Linked DNA regions of Anas platyrhynchos: region 1 is linked to region 2. A link is a contact called in public Hi-C data. All regions are on one chromosome and are shown on one strand. The core of a region is the stretch at or near the end of the contact, and the rest is flanking DNA. Distances in the headings are between cores, read along the strand shown. Region 1 overlaps USP15 (ubiquitin specific peptidase 15). Region 2 holds the start of USP15 (ubiquitin specific peptidase 15).

The links. Hi-C and Micro-C count contacts between places; a contact is called where the count stands out from the background.
Region 1: a Hi-C map of subcutaneous adipose tissue shows a contact between it and region 2, with 4 times the contacts expected there. The contact joins the enhancer-like site here to the promoter of USP15 in region 2. A contact is called at or near these places in 5 of 8 Hi-C or Micro-C datasets (F1 follicle, liver, skeletal muscle and 1 more).

The regions. Positions count from the first base shown.
Region 1 is chr1:34,978,393-34,982,866 of IASCAAS_PekinDuck_T2T, forward strand. The region is part of intron 7 of USP15 (ubiquitin specific peptidase 15); the gene reads left to right. Among named protein-coding and RNA genes, the nearest start is that of MON2, 34 kb to the right of the region's middle. Within about 2 kb of position 3,224, at least 2 of the 8 cell types and tissues checked have an H3K27ac peak or open chromatin away from gene starts, as enhancers often do. A contact at or near this core is called in F1 follicle and subcutaneous adipose tissue, where this site is marked.
Region 2 is chr1:34,925,562-34,929,463 of IASCAAS_PekinDuck_T2T, forward strand. It overlaps USP15 (ubiquitin specific peptidase 15), which reads left to right and starts at 1,698. Exons shown (of 21, transcript XM_027456491.3): 1 at 1,698-1,878. The coding sequence starts at 1,790.

The DNA of each region.
Region 1 (4,474 bases), core at 1,974-4,473, 54 kb after region 2:
AGTTACGATGTCATAGATGAGATATTTTACAGGAATTTAAAAGCTAGTTTCTTTGCTATGGTTGCAATAGAAATATTAGTATACCTGTACTCCTACCGGGACAGGAAAGAAAAAAGTGAAATGACTACAATTCTTTTAAGTGGAAGCTGCAGTAGGACAATCACAGAATGGTTTGGGTCCAAAGGGACCTTAAAGTCCACCCAGTTCCAACCCCCTGCCATGGGCAGGGACACCTCCCACCAGACCAGGTTGCCCAAAGCCCCATCCAGCCTGGCCTTGAACACTTCCAAGAATGAGGCATCCACAGCTTCTGGGAAACCTGTTCCAGTGCCTTACCACCCTCAATAGTGAAGAATTTCTTCCTTATTTCTAGTCTAAATCTGCCCTTATTTAGTATAAAAACATTACCCCTTGCCTTGTCGCCATACTAAGGAGTCTCTGCCCATCTTACCTGTAGGCCCCCTTTTAAAGGAAGTTTTCTATGAGGTCTCCCCAGTGCCTTCTCTTCTCTAAATTAAATTCATTAATGATTAGAAGGACCTAATAATTTCTTTCTGTTTAATTCTGGAACTCATGTTTTTGTCACCAAAGCAGTCTTAGGTCAAAAAACTGTGAAGTGTACTTAAGTTCTCTTTCATAGTTTTTCCTATTGAGTGTAAAGATCCTGGGTCTTTACCAAGGATACTTCAGATTTAATCTCAATAACCATCACAGAGATTCCTGGCTTACATTGAATTTCTTCTTTATCCTGTTCAGGAAAGTAGTAGTTTCAGATACGTTTATAATCTAAGTTTATGAAGTTGCTGAAATTTGTTCAGAGAAGGAAATGTTCCAGAGATGCATAGCCTATGAAGGTTTTCTATCCTTTTTTTGGTATATAAAATCAAAGAATAATTTGGCTTTGAAGGGATCTCAGAATGATCATAGGTACAGTCTTCTGCATGCATCCATTCAGCATGCATCTGCATGTAGTCCTGTCACTGTGTACCTCTGAGAAGTGTCTGGCTCCACATTGTTCACAGCCTCCACGGAGGTCCCCCACAGAGGGACCTCCACGGTTTATATAAATGTGCCGAAAAGCAGCTCATGAAGTTCAGCAAGGAGAAGTGTGAAGTCCTGCATGTGGGCAGGAAAAGCCCCAGACATCAGTAATTGTTTGGGGCTACACTTGTCAATGTGTATAAATACCTGAAGGGAGGATGCAGAGAAGTCAGAACCAGTGGTGCCCAGTGCTGAGACAAGAGGCAGTGGGAACAAACTGGAAAACAGGAGGTTCTGTCTAAACATCAGAAAGCACTTATTTACTGTGCAAGTGACTGAGCACTGGCACAGGCTGCCCAGAGAGGCTGTAGAGCCTCCTCCTTGGAGCTCTTCAAAAGCCACCTGGAAGTGGTCCTGGGCAGCCTGCTCTGGGTGTCCTTGCAGGGTATTGGACCAGATGAGCTCTAGAGGTACCTGCCAACCTCAACCCTTCTGTGATTCTATGAATAAAATTCTATATGTAACCTCTCTTGATTATTGAATTGCATCATCATACTACTTACTTTAAAGTAAAAAATTAAGAATATGTTTTTGTGTCTAGTGAGTGAGCCAGAATCAACTTAGAGGCTTCAGAATATTCTTAGTACGTAGCAAAACATTTTTTTAATGAAAGTTTACTTCTCTATCAGGCTAGACTGATTAAAAACAAAGCTAATTTTGATTGTAATTTGAATTTGTATACATGTAGATATAAAAACTTTGAGGTGAGAATGATTAGCATGGGTTGTTGTGCTTAGGTATCTTATTCAGCTTATTACACTTTACATCAGCATCCCACTGTGTTAACAGGATTTCGAAAATACGTTCTGATGTTTACATTCCAAAACAAGCCAGCCTTCGTTGCTTTTCAGTTCTATCCAAAGAATTGAGTGTTTAAATAAGAATTATAAGAAACTGTAGTGTAAGTGAATAAACAGAATTTTGCTGATTCACAAGACAGTGCCATGGTAAGAAAATTAAAAGGACTCGTGTTTTTTGAGCAATGCAGCTTTTAGTTTGGCTTGCTACCATTCATTTGTCCTTGGCAGTACATTTATTTCAAATGCATTACTCGGCAGCTTTCTTTGCAAGGAAGTGTGACGTATCTTTCAGTTCTATCTACTATATCTCTCAAGGAAAGGATTTTTCAGAGTTTAATGTTATCCAAGAAATCCATGAAAATGCTTTTTATTGGGAGTATGACATGTTATTAACACGCTGCAGTTTCATACACTGCAAAGTCTGCTGTCTTTTTCCTTTTGCAACCACTTAAATTTTGCATTTTTTCCAATTATGTTTTCAGTTACACAGAAACCGTAGATTTTCCCGTGTTAATTTGCCATTACTTCTATCTTCTACTGTTAATGGGTTAACATTTGTTTATTCGGGCTAAAGGTATTTAGTGCTTGCTTAGTAATGTGTAATGCCTATGGCCAAAGCACTGTGAACACATTTGATCTTGGAAGCAAAGAGGGGATGGGCTCAAAGAGGGGGTGTGTTGATTGGAAACGAGGGAATTGTGCTTGGGAATATTGGATGCTGTAGTCTTTGATCTGGATGATGGAGTGTGCTGTATTTGTTGAGATGTGATACAAAACCGGTAGTAGAGGCTGACACACCAGATGGGTGTGCTGCCATTCAGAGGGATGGAGAAATGGGCAGACAGGAGCCTCCTCAAGTTTCATACAAGGAAATGCAAAGTCATGCATGTGGCAAGGAATAACCTCGGCACCAGTACATGCTGAGAGAGGAACGGAGGCCCACCATCTGGAAAGCAGCTTGGCAGGGAAGCACCTAGGGTCCTGTTTAACAAAAATCCAAGCATGAGCCAGCAATGTGCCCTTGGGGCAAAGGAGCCCACTGACCTCCTGTGCTGTATTAGGAGGAGCACTGCCAGGAGGTCGAGGGAGGTGAGCCTTGTCCTCTTCTCAGCACTTTGCCCTGACGAGACACACCTGGAGTGCTGGGTTCAGTTCTGGGCTCCCCAGTACAGGAGAGACCTGGGCATACTGGAGCAATTGAAAGGTGACAAAAGATGATTAAGGAACTGGTTAACTCTGTCATTAAATAGTTTGATGTAGAGTTTTAAGTGCTGGAATAATTTCCAGTTACATTCATGTATGTTCTGTTGCAAAAGCTCTGTCTTGATCCCTTCCATTCAGTCGGCGCTGAAGTATATCCAGTGTAGCTTCCTTGAACAGAAACAGTTTATCCACTTCTGCTGATTCCCACTTTTTTCTGCTCTTCATTCTATCCGCCCAGCACTGAGAATGTATTTTCTGAAGTATTGCTGTGCTGCCACCTGTGGATCTTTCCTAAGTATTGCTTTGCCCTATTGTGTGATAATAGCATTAAGATCTCAGTGGGTAAAGTTTTTTTTCTTTTGCTGTGAAAACCTGAGAATTCCCAGTTTACATTTTGTGAAGCAAAAACAGGAGAAGAATTAAAGTATTTTTGTAAACAAAAACACTTTATAAGTTTATATATATATTTATTTATTTATTTTTGCCATCACTATGATTATGCATACTTTTAAACAGCAGCTGTTGAGAATTTTGAAATGAAGTATTTCAGGAAATTTCTTTCTTCAGAAAGCTGAAAGGCATTCCTTCTAAGGTTGGTTCATAGAATGGCTTGGGTTAGAAGGGACCTTAAAGATCACCTAGTTCCAAGCCCTGCCATAACCAAGGGCACCACCCACTAGATCAGGTTGCCCAAAGCCCCATCCAACCTGGCCTTGAACACCTCCAGAGATAGGGCATCCACAGCTTCTCTGGACAGCCTGTTCCATTGCCTGACCACCTTACAAGTGGAGTTTCCTCTTAACCTCTAATCCTAAATCTCCTGTTTCAGTTTAAAACTGTTCCCCCTTGTCCTGTCTTTATCTCATTGAGGAAAAGAGTCGCTCTTTTTTATAAGCCTCCTATAAGTACTGAAAAGCCACAATGAGGTCACCCCAGAGCCTGCTCTTCTTTAGGCTGAACAGCCCCAGCTCTTTCAGCCTTTCTTCGTAGGAGAGGTGCTCCAGCCTTCTGATTATCAATGTTACAGCAATGATTTTATCCAAACAAAACAATGCTTTTCACCAAAACGTGAAATGAGTACGTTTTTATTGTTCTGTCTCAGTTGCCATAGGCATACAGACTCTGGGTTAAAGAGTGCATTAGCTGAATGTTTTTGTCACCACATCTGATACTAAGCTCTTCAGACAAAAGTAGGACAGACAGGTGTAAAGTAATTCACCTTTTCTTCTACAACTGGGATCTCTTTTTCAGTCAGTCAGCTCTTGGTCTCATATTAGGCAACTGAAATAGGAAATTTTAGTGTCCCTTGTGTAAAACTTGTATTAAGTAGGGCAGCTCAAGAAGCATGATACCTATATGAATACCCAATGTTTAGCTTAATTTCATGATCTCATTGTCTCCTCATTTCCACAGTTTACTGGCATAATAGG
Region 2 (3,902 bases), core at 448-2,947:
TTTGTGAAAATACAGATTTATCACCAATCGGCAATTTTCAACAATTTTAAGCAGAGGAAAGACTACCTCAAGTTTACACTGCTGTTGTACTGTAACAAGCACAATTGCTTCTTGCACAGCACTGAGAGTCCCAGAGTTACTCATCTCTCCATTTTGATTCTTAGAAAAAGCTCTGATTTAGATGGAATGTCATGTGCTTTTCTGTCTAGTAACTGTAGCACCTCATGTCTGTCTAGTATCTGGTTTTGTACCATGAATAGGCAGATCTAAGGAACACAAGTAACTGCATTTGTGCTACCCAAAGCATAGAGCCATAGGTGGCTCCAGGTGAGTCTTTTGGCAAATCAATCATGGTGGATCAATAAATATTTTTTCCAACTTGACAAGAAAATATCTTTTTTATAATAATTTAAGTTTGGCATACAGGTAACTTTTGGTGTTTAAAACATTGTATTTGTTTACCAAGATGAAGAGATGACTCCACATGACAGATATCTTTAATTTACTTGTCCTTCATCTTGGAATTTCATATTCCAGCTCTTACAGATGCTGTGAATGTCACCACCAGTCCTTCCAACCTCTTGGGAGGCATGACTTCCATATCCATATTCTCTTCCAGATGCAGGCCCTGACTTTGCCTTTACTTCAACATCATCATCTTTACTGATAATCCTGGCAAAATATTTACTTAGTTTTGGACTACTGTGGATGCAAAGCAACTTTACTCCCACTCTCTTTTTTTGCTGTGTGCATATCTAAAGAGTAATCTCCAGTGCTATTTATAACAGCTACATGCTACTAGCTCATACGTGCTAATTAGCCAATAGGTAATAACATCCAATAGCTTATAATATACGAGTGGCAGCCGATGATGCATTTCTAGCGTTAGTCATACAATTCAGCACGCTAAAATGACTTGGGTGGAGGAAGGGGGCTCAGCATACATCTGCGTTCATTATGGATACGCTGCTGGATCTGCAGGAAGGAACTTTTAAGGAGTTTGTAAGCAGCATTCTCCCCTGCCCCAGCTCAAGATTTCTGTACAATTTTGTGAAGTCTATACGCAAGAGAAGCTCCTCGTTACTGCAGTGTAACACGGGGACTCGTTCGTGTTTTGGTGAGGTGCCAGATGTCAGGCGGCAGTGTTTGTACGGACATCAGGCCCAGATAAGAGGGACTGAAGCAAACACAACAAACTACTGTGTGGTTTTGTGAAGGTCTGGGAAAGTTAAAGCAAGCCACCCAGCACACCCACATTCCCAACAGCATTCGCACAGCAACAGGGGCTATGCGGCTATCCCAACGCCGGGACTCCACACCACTCAAACCTACGGACAACACATTCATCAGCAAGGCGCATACACCTCAATGAAAACACTGAAGGATCAGAAAAAGCCCTTTATTCCAGAAAGGCGAATTCCCCTTTCCGCCCCATTCTGAAGCGCGGTCTCACAGACCACCATCTGCAGGGGGCAAGCCGGGCTCTGGCAGTGTCATGGGGACAAGGGGACACGAGGACACGGGGATAGGGGTACATGGGGACACGGGGACACAGGCCCAGGGCTGCTGCCCACCCCTCCGGCAGGACGCGGCCCCTCAGCGCCGAGCCCTCCCCGCCGCCAGGCGGCCTCGCGGCGCGGCGCCTCCCCGCGCCCCCTCCCCGCGGCCCGCGGGCAGGGCGGGGGCCGAGGGCGGCTCCCCGGCGGCGTCAGTCCCAGCATGCAGCGCGGCCCGCTCCTGCCCCTGCCGCTGCCGCCGCCGCCGCTGTCGCTGCCGCCGGGGCGAGAAGATGGCGGAGGGAGGCGCGGCGGATCTGGAGACCCAGCGCACGGACGTGGCGGCGCTGCTCAAAACCGCCCTCCGCAAGGGCGACACTTGGTGAGGGAGGGAAAGAGGGAGGCGACGGGCACCCGGGGCTGGCCGGGCGGCTCCCTCCGCCCCCGGTGGCGCCCCCCTGCCCCTCGGCCTCCCCCTGAGGGCGCTTGGCGGAGGGGGGTGGGGGGGGCGGCGCCGTTCTGCGCCCTCAGCCCGGGTCTGGGGGGCACCGGCAGCGGGGGGGGGGTGGGGGGTGAGGCCGGGGGCGGCCCCGGGCTCTGCGGGGCCCGGAGGCCGCGGGGAGAGCTGCGAGGCCCGGGGAGGGCAGCCCCCCGGCAGCGCTCCTGCGGTTCTTCACCCCGAAGGGAGGAAGCGGCTCGGGTGTTGTTTTTTTTTAACCAGAAATTACAGCTCTGGCCTCGCTGGGGTGTCCTGGAGCCCGTCCGCGGCTGTCATTGCACGCCTGGCGTTTAAACTTTGACGGCCAACGCGTGATGCCCCCCCCCCTACCCCCCAAAAAAAGGAGCAGCCCCCGAAGGTGCGGGTAGGCCCGGCCTGGTGGCGTTTTCCGCAGCCGCACGGGGTTCCTGGCACGAAGCGCTGCTTCTGGGGGCCACACGGCTTGTCAGCGCAAGGACCCGCGGCCGAAAAGATCTGGGTTAAATAAACACGGCCTGCCAGCCTGCGCCTGGTAACCCAGCGTCTCGAGTTGTAGTGCTTCGAGGCTAGGTTGCACGCTGGGTGTTTTTTTTGGGGGGGGTTGTTAGGGTTTTTTGAGGGAATGGGAAAAAAGGGAACTGACACTTTTTCCACCACGCAACCTCTTCATCTCTTTCCTCGTGAAGCTGTCACCAAAGACAAAGGCTGAAGTGTTAACTTACTGAAAATTAAGTACAAATACGCAAAAGTAGAGCTAACCCACCTCGTTTCAGCTGTCATCACTCACTGTTCCAGTTCTATAAAAGACTATATTTAACAGTGTTGATACTGCAGCATGTGTCAGAAGCATACATTCTGATGCATTATTCAAATACTGCTGAGTATATGTTCACTTTTTCGCATCTGAGCAGGCTGCTCTTCAACCGAAAAAGTATAAGCAACTAGAAAAAGGAAATCAATTCGAATGGTAGTGTTGAAAATGACCGGCAGTAGTACAAGAGTGCTTAGGCATGTAATCTTCTAAGAGATTTTTTTAATGGTTTTGTTGAGTATTTCCTGAGTACTAAAAAAAAAAATAATCTTGAACAGTTAGTATTATTCAAAGTGAAACTAACTTCATGACTGGTTTGTGTAATGACTAACACGGTGCACTTACGGGCAAAGCTGTATTTTTTTTTTTATTACGCTAAATATTTTTAAATGGAAAAATCAGTTAAGTGAAATAAGCTTCTAGACATTCTCAGAAAATAAGTATATTTCAATGTGATTGTGACACTAATATTAATCCAGTGTTGCAGAGCTGAATAAGCTATGGCAAAGTCCCATTAATTTTGACTTATGAACTATTACATCTAGGAACATGAATGCATATACAGGTACATTCATAGGATTAATAGTTAGAGCTATGTATTTAACTTCACATATTAAGGAGTGTATTTAGTCCAAGTGCTTTATTCAGAGATATTTTGGTAGTAGCTTTTTATTCTTCTGGGGCATTGGTAAGGAAACATGATAGTTAAAGTGCTGTAAGTCATGATTCAGAATTGCAATTTTCATTCATTCATTCAATAGTAAATATTGCTGAAAAATGTGAGCAATGCTGTATCAGCTTTTTCTGATAGCTGTTTGAGCTTTCAAGCACTGTACTTAAATACAGTGCTTTTAAAATTACCAGCTTACACAGATAATCTCCCAAGAATTCGGAGAACTGTAGCTATGTATAAAGTATAAAGCTTTGGGGGGTTCCCCTTAAGAAAAAAGGAAATGAAGAATAGAGCAAGGAGAGGCAAGCCTTTTACTGTCTAGAAAGGGCAATGAACTTCTTCATTAGTTCTTCACATTTACTGTAGAGAGAAAGAAACGAAACTAATTTAAATGCAATGTTCCTAAGATTAGATAGTAAAAAATATTTGGTAGAATACAGTTAT